Regions from separate parts of the Cricetulus griseus genome. Here region 1 is linked to region 2. The links are chromatin contacts, called in public Hi-C maps. All regions are on one chromosome and are shown on one strand. Each heading gives the region's core, a stretch centred on a gene start, on an enhancer-like site or on the middle of the called end of the contact. The rest is flanking DNA. Distances are from core to core; before and after follow the strand shown. Region 1 holds the start of Tanc1 (protein TANC1). Region 2 overlaps Tanc1 (protein TANC1).

Region 1 (3,943 bases), core at 1,231-3,730, 130 kb before region 2:
TGGGTCAACCCAAGGCTAAGTTGTGGGGCTGGGTGATAGCCAAGCTGGTCAGCCTGGGCAACTGGGGCCACCCACCTCGGGTAAGGGGGCAGAGTCATTTTCCCTACCTGCAGGTCCTCAAGGTGGGTTCACTCTGGCCTGTGGGGAGGGGTGGGGGCCAGCTCAAGAAGAGACTTCTTAAGTCTTAGAAGCGACTCTGGTTGTCCTTACACAACAGATTTTCATGTGCTTCCCCACTCCCGTTTTTATTCTCACCCATGATTTTTTTTCTTTTCTCTGTTGTATGTTTGGCCTTAACTTTTCCAACATGTATCATTTTCACTCACAGGTTAAGACAGCCTTGATGTTCTCAGTACAACATTCTGTATATAATGGTCATCTTTTAAAGCAGGAGATCGGGTTTGCTTAATAACATGTATTTCAGATTATATAAACAGTCCAGGAAGAAGGGGAAACAGGGCCCTTCTGTGTAAAAATTTCAGATTGCTAGCTCTCTACCTGTGTAGAATGGTAAGCAACCCCAACCAGTGATGAGATTACTCCTTCAGTGCCCTTGACTTCTGAAACTATAAAACCAAACCCTTTTCAACCTGAAATAAAGATGGCACAAAAATTAGTATATTTCCCTTCTGGCTAGTTCTCTTTGCTACTTAAGTCAAGTTTGAGAGTAGTGAGGTAGAAATTTGTTTTCAAAGCTCTTTAAGCAATTTCATGAAAGTTTGGAAAGATAGCTGAGGATAGTAAAAGAGGAATGGGCAAAAAATTATGAATTTCTTCCATCACTTACCCATGTTGCCCACTACTGACAAGCCTGAAGCAGGAAACTGTATCTGTTTATTTCTTCAGGAGTTTCTTATCCATCTTAGGATTTCAAACAGGGCTGACTACTGAGTTTTTGCCTTTTCTTTGGGTTGGTGTCTTATTGTTGCCAGCTGACTTTGTTATCTGTGGTTGAAAGACTGGTCACTTTTACCCACTGTATTTCAAGAGAAGTTCATCAAATATGACCCTGGTTTTCAGCAACCTGGCCCTTCAGCTTGGAGAAGGCAGTCCATAACTTCCCAGCTTCCCATGTTACAGTTACTCTCTTACTCACTTTGAATATTCATGTCCTCCTTTGTGTGAGGAAAGGCTGAGATACTGTTGCTGCTTAAATATAAATACAGTGATAATCAGGCCTTTGAATGTACGAGTGAAAAATATTCAGCCCATTTCAGTCATCTTTTATTTATTATAGAGAGATGGAGTGGCCTTTTGCTTCCTGTCGCTTTTCACAGGAACTTTAAATATGAACACCATTCCTGCTGCTATCTTTATATTGGGAAGCTCTACGTGAGGTTGAAGTTTTTATAGGGAAACTTGTTTAAAACACAGTTGTCTTTAAAGGCGGGTTTGCCACAGCAAAGGTTAAGGGTTGCCAATAAAGCCATTTATAGCAACTTCTGTATTCTTCACTCTGCACACGGATGGGAGGCCTGTGCCCAATTCCTTTTGGAATTTCTACTTGATGCCTCTGCAAAGAAAGGGGGTCCAAGGGCTTTGGGGATAGAATGGGCTGAGCCCTCTACATGTAAAGTGGCTGCCTAGATAGATTCCTGAGAGGTTCTGGAGGACCCAGGTCTCCCAGATCCCGAGGCCATTCTTAGACTTTTGTTCTGTTGGGAATAACAAAACATTTTGGGAACTAGGGAGTTTAATTTACTGCCACCAGCTTACTTAATAATAGCATCTTTGTCTGTTCCCCCTCCACAACTCCTCCTCCTGACAAGAAAGCTATACGCTGGCCCCGACGGACTTAGCCCAGACCGCATCGCCAGCCACAGACTTCGAGGAGGCGGTGGACCCTCGTCCCTGGGCAGTCACTGATCTCCGAGCACCCCTAATTCACTTTTGCAAAAGAAAAAGGTGCAGTGGGCAGAGAGTGAGATGCACTGTCCATCTCTCTTCGCTGTTTTTGGAACCAGAAAGTGTGTTTGTTTGTGTATAGTTAAGCGAGGGGGAAGAAAAGCCAACAAAGCCACCCTAAGGCATCCGTGGAAACTTCAGCTTGGCTAATTGCTCCCATATGTTCTCCTCCGTTGCTTTTAGGGAGCAGTGTAGACCGAAGGCCGGGCCACTTTACTGATTTTAAAAGGGCTGAGAAATAAAAAGGTGTGTGTGTGAGGAGGGGGGCGACTAATCCCACTTCTGGTCCTGTCCCACAGGAGTCTAGGCGGAGCCCCCAAGGGAGCAACCTTCTCAAGGGAAGCTTGGCCTCCCGCAGGGAACATGCTGGGAGAGGAGGAGCGGAGGCGCCGGGCGGAAAGTTCGCGTGCCGCGCCCCAGCGGGTCGCAGAGCCCGGGCAGCTCCAGGCGGGAGGGGAGCGGGAGGCGCAGCCCCAGCGGGCGCGCACAAGGAAGGTGCCTTCCGGAACACGCGCAAGGGCGGGGACTGGCGCTGCCAATGAGGTCCCGGTGTGGGCCGAGCAAGGCGGGGGGACGGGCCCGAGAGCTGCCTCCGCGGTGGCAGCTGCGGGAGCTGGGCTCCGGAGCCGCAGGAGCCGCCGTCGCTGTCGAGCGCCCAGCCCGCCGCTCCCTGAAGCACGGCCCCCGGGGTGGGAACCGCGTCGGAAGCTGGAAACTTTCCTGGCAGGTAAACTCCATCTGCCCGGGCGCCGCTGCGGGCCTCCGGGCGTCCGCAGCCGGGTCAGTGGCCGGAGATGGCGGGGAGGAAGGGTCCCGGGGAGCAGCCCGGGAAACCAGAGAGAGGCTGGTGGGAAAGTTTCGGGACGCCTCCCTCCTCCGCCCGGCACAGCGGGAGCTTTCCGGGAATAGGCGCGGGCATGCCTGGCGCTCCCGGCCTCGGGCTAGGCGCTGCCGGGGAATCGGTGCAGGCCGTTTCCTGCGCACCGGGAGGAACGGGTTGCAGCAGAGCCGGGCCGGGGACACCGGGATCACGCGGCGCGCAGGACTTTCCCAGCCGCCCCTCGTCCTCCTCTTCCGTCCCTCGGCTAGACAGGCCCTGGGCTGCGCAGGGCACCTGGAGTGAGGGTTGGGGGGGGCGTGCGGGAGGGGCGCATGGCACAGCGGGGTCTGGAGTGTCGCTGTGCGCTGGTCGCGAAGTTGCCGGGCGAACTTCAGCGGGGGAAATCGTACCGCCCGCTGTGGGCTTGAAAGTGTGTGTTTCACTCCTGCAGGCTGCGACTCGCATCTGCACGCGAATTTCTTTCCTTGGTGGTGGCGGTGGTGGGGTGATGATTTGGTATTAGACCTTGAGGATTTTTCTTTTAGTGCCAGCTAAGTGGAGGGTCATGTCAAGTTTGCGAGAGTCCCCTTGTCCTTGAGCGAGGAGTGATTACTTCGGAGGCATTATGAGGATTCAGGTTCTTCCTGGAGGACTTTTGGGTGTGTGTGGGCCCCCCGGGCTCGGCGCGGTTCTTTCCGGAACGGCTGGCGGGGAAGGAAGCCCTGGGCATTGTGTAGCGTGTTTGCAGACAGCAAGATCTCTGGACTGGCGTTCCCAAAACTTACTTGACTTATTGTGTAAAGGCTCCGGGAGGAAATGCGGCCGTGGCCAGGTAGAAACGCGGCGCCGCGGCCGAGGGCGGAGGACGCCGGGCTGTGACAGTTTTCTCCAGGCTGCCTAGGCTCCTGCTTGGGAGCCCCAGATCCTGGTGCCTGGACTAGTGGGACTCGTCTCAATATTACAGTTTCCTGCGGAGTGAACTCAGGGAGGTGAGGAGGGTACCTTCATCTTGAACTTGACCCGGGAAGTAGCGTCCGGGCGGGTTAAAAGGTAAAGGCAAGCGGAGTCTCAACCTGGGAAGGAGCTCACATGCCGCTGGCTCCTGGTTCAAAATCTTTTAGGAAAGGGCTCAGGGCGGCCGAGGTCGCGAACTCTGGAAATGCCAGACTCATCAGACTGTCGAAGTTAGTGTGCTGGGGGAGGGAATGAGAAACCTGG
Region 2 (3,902 bases), core at 1,243-3,742:
CAAATTTGTTGTGAAATGTGAATGTTGGTAGGGGGTAGGAATGGCTGGCTGTGTTGAAGGCAGAGTAGCCAGAGATGTGCAAAGCCAGGAATTGGGAAATGAAGGTAACACAGGATGATGATTCTTTTTGGTTTTTTTTAAAAGGAAATGGACTGTGGGGAAGAACATGCCTTCTCATGGTCTCCTCACATGAAGGTGGCAAAGCCAGCTCTAGTCTCTTGCCCTTGTCATATAAGGATACATAATACTGTCATGGGGTACTGAAAAGCCTCACATATCTGCCTACTTTTGTTGTTATTGTTTTTGTTGTTTGTTTGTTTTGAGACGGGGGTTTCTCTGTGTAGCCCTGTCTGTCCTAGAATTCACTTTGTAGACCAGGCAGGGAGATCTGCCTGCCTCTGCCTCCTGAGTGCTGGGATCAAAGGTATGTGCTGCTACCCCTCTCCCCCACCCCTACCCTGCTAGGCCCGCCTATATTTAATTATCTTCCCAAAATTTATTTCCTAATGGCAGGTCACCAGGGTTTAGCACGTGTTTGGGTGTCTCTCTCTCTCTGTGTGTGTGTGTGTGTGTGTGTGTGTGTGTGTGTGTCTCAGATCACCAGGGCTTGGTATAGACAGCATGAGTTCGTGTCCCCTCACCCCCACCCCACCTCTGTTGAACCCCCCACCTCTGTTGAACCCCGTGCTTTCTGCGCACCTGGCGGACACTCTGCCACTAAATTATATCCTATAGTTCCACTCAAGGTTTTCCTCTTTCCCTTTCTTTTTGTGCTGAACATGGAAGCCAGGATGTGAAACCTGCTAGGTAGGTGGTGCTCTACCCCTGAGCTACCTACCTACCCAGCCCTTTTACCTTCATTGTTTAGGACAGTGAGAGCTGAGCCCAGGAAGCCTTGCTGAGAGTAGCTGCTTATTTAGAGTAGTTGGCACCATCACTGTGTGGAGATGCAGGGATACAGAATTTAGGAAATGCTTCTCTGGGGAAATTTGATTTTCTCATTACTTCCTTCATCTAAAAGCCTTCCTTGCTGGTGACAGGTGGCGAGTGCTGGTAAACTTGTCTCCTGGGAGGATAAATTCCCCACTGAAAGCCCTGGTCTGGTAGAGTAGTCTCCCTAACTGAGATGGGAAGGACCTCACTGGTGCAGTCTGTCTCTGATTGCTCTAGCCACAGACAGGCCAGACTTGGGTCCTCCCAGCGTGGTGTGCTGGAGTAGGCTGTAGGTGTTTCCTCATCAGAGAGACAGGGATCTGGTGCCTTTCTTACGGGTGTGATCTGAATGTGTTTTCTTACAGGCCCTGAGGACCCGCCATTAGGAGATATAGGGGGTGGGGCACAGGTGAGTTATTAAGGATAAATGGGCTTGTGAGAGTAGAGACCCTGTTGGCAGTACTGACTAGGGAAAGAGACTAAAGCTGGCTTTGCCACAGTCAAATGAGGAGACCATGAGAAGACAGTTCCTAACTAGTTCCTTGATCTTGGGCTTTCTGCTCTCCAAACTATATAAAATAAATAGTTTAAACTACTCTGTGTGGTGCTTTTATTACAGCAGCCCAAAGTGTCTATACCACAGGGCAAGCCACATTTAACTTTGATGGAGACTGATGGATAGGGTACAGTGATTGCAATTTCCTTGGGAACCATGTGCTGTGGAGCCCAGTCTCCATCTTCCTTCATTTGACTCAGTGGCCACCACTGCGTTCCCACAGGATTGGTCTTCCCGAGCCTTCATCCTCAGCCAGATGCCCTCCAGTGGGATTCCATTCTCAGATCTGTGTTTTTCTGGCAAGCATGTGTCATCTTGATGTGCAGCTCCACCTCCTGCAAGGCTTTGTTCCCTGTGAATAGGGCATGAAAGCAACATAGCACAGCGGGTTCCAGTTCCAGCTCTATCACCAGCCACTGGGGTCACTCATCTCCTCTTGCTTTGCGCATGACTCATGTGACATAAATAAAATGCTGTGTATGGGTAATTGCCCGGTGAAGGAAGCTAAGCTAGCTTTCATAACTGGCGATTGGAGTGAAAGAGCAATGGGTCTCAGCAGAAAGAGGAAATGTAGGTAAAGCAGAAAGTGCCCAGTGATGTCTTGCCTTGTTAACATGCCCCATATGTTCTCAATGGAAAAGAGAGGTCAGTATTCAGGAAGATTGTGGTGGCCGCATCCTCCACAGTGATCCCTATTTGGTCACTAAGCAATAGAGTGAAGTCAAGCAGACAGTAGTAGCTTGGTGTTTGGAACCGTGTGTAGGAGACAGTCATGGTGGTGTTCCTTAATGCAGGCAAAGGATCATGTCAGTACTTGAGTGGATGCCTTTGTGTCATTTTGAACATCACTTATACTGCTCATGGAAGCCACTCACAAACATACAGTGTCTGGATGACACAGCCATTATTTTTTCTGTGATTGAAACAGATTGGTGTTTATTTGGATGGATACCAACCAGATGGGGTAGAGAGCTTGTGCATCATACCAGAAGCATGTAGCTTGTACATCGGAATCCTGTCATGTACAGGGTATGTGGGAGGAGAGCCTGACACTGTGGCCAGAGAATGAGACTGCCATAGTTGACCATGTGTCCTCTTTTTTTTTTTCTTCTTCTTTTTTTCCTTTATGGAGTAGATGCAGTAGGCTGCAGATGAGGTCATTGTGCCCTAGTTATGATTCCACCAAAATATTGGAGGGTGTTGTTTGACAATACAGCAAGGACTAGGGACACTGCTATTTTGGGCAGCACAGTGTTTCTCGGGGACTCTGGGTAAGCACTGGTATGCTGGAAGCTCCCATTTGTATCAATCAGAAAATGACTGTAGATCCTAAGCTCTTCAGTATAAATGCAATACGGGATTTCTTTTATTGAAGACATTTTGGTGCAGTTTATATTTTTTCAGTGATACAGTTTTTATTAGAGCCAAAAGTATACATTCTGAGTCATGAATGAATATGTATATGCTAGCATTTGCATGTGTGCATACAAAAGATTCTTGAGATAAATGGATATTTTAAAGGTAGCTGTGAAATGTGAGCAGGTATAACCTGTATTACGTGAACATGAATTTTTGTATACTGTCCCTACTTTTCTCTTACTGCCTTAATAGGAGAATTCTACCCAGGCTTTGTCCTGTCCAGGAGGACAGACCTGGGTTCGGGTCCCAAGTCCTTGTTATTGATAATGCTCTGTCTTTGCAAGGTCCTAGACTGACTTCTCTTGATAGTTGGTCTCTTCTGTAGAAATTGTGGAGGCTGTTGATGAAGAGCATCTCCTAGAACACACTGGAGAAAAGCTACTGATGTCACATGAAACTGGCTCTAACTTCTGAGACCCCATAATTTGCCCCCTCTGGCCTTTTTTTGCCTCTTACATGCCCTTTTTTATTTTTATATTTTAAGGTTTATTTATTTACTGTGTATACAGTGTTCTGTCTGCATGTATGCCTACAGGCCAGAAGAGGGCACCATATCTCATTACCGATGGTTGTGAGCCACCATATGGTTGCTGGGAATTGAACTCAGGACCTCTGGAAGTGCTCTTAACCGCTGAGCCATTTCTCCAGTCCTCTTTTTTATTTTTTAAACTTTCTATCTCTGACCAGGAGGATAGAGAAGGCAATGCTGTTGAAAGGCAGGGACTTCTAAAACTGAATTGCTATCTAGATTTTGGGTTGTAAATGTTGATGGCCATGGCTTTGGGATTAGTTGACCCAACCATACCTTCTGTAGAAAGGATCTTGCCAGATACTGAATTGGTTTGCATTTCCTGTAGCATGTGTTGTTCCCAGCCCAATGCCTTACACTTTTTTGTTCTTGTTCCTGTGGCCACTTTTATGGGAAGCAATGAAGAAGAAGCAGCGGCAACACAAGTAAGCAAGCTGGGAGGAGTGTGTGAGAAGCATTTCACAA

The links. A called contact is a pair of places that touch in the nucleus more often than the background predicts.
Region 1: a Hi-C map of the CHO-K1 cell line shows a contact between it and region 2, with 3 times the contacts expected there. The contact joins the promoter of Tanc1 here to the enhancer-like site in region 2. A contact is called at or near these places in 3 of 8 Hi-C or Micro-C datasets (the CHK-Q cell line and the CHO-K1 cell line).

What each region holds. Positions count from the first base shown.
Region 1 is chr6:115,261,921-115,265,863 of CriGri-PICRH-1.0, reverse strand. Tanc1 (protein TANC1) reads left to right here and starts at 2,480. Exons shown (of 26, transcript XM_027420370.2): 1 at 2,480-2,632.
Region 2 is chr6:115,136,106-115,140,007 of CriGri-PICRH-1.0, reverse strand. All of the region lies in intron 3 of Tanc1 (protein TANC1), which reads left to right. Among named protein-coding and RNA genes, the nearest start is that of Tanc1, 130 kb to the left of the region's middle. Within about 2 kb of position 2,492, at least 2 of the 6 cell types and tissues checked have open chromatin away from gene starts, as enhancers often do. A contact at or near this core is called in the CHO-K1 cell line, where this site is marked.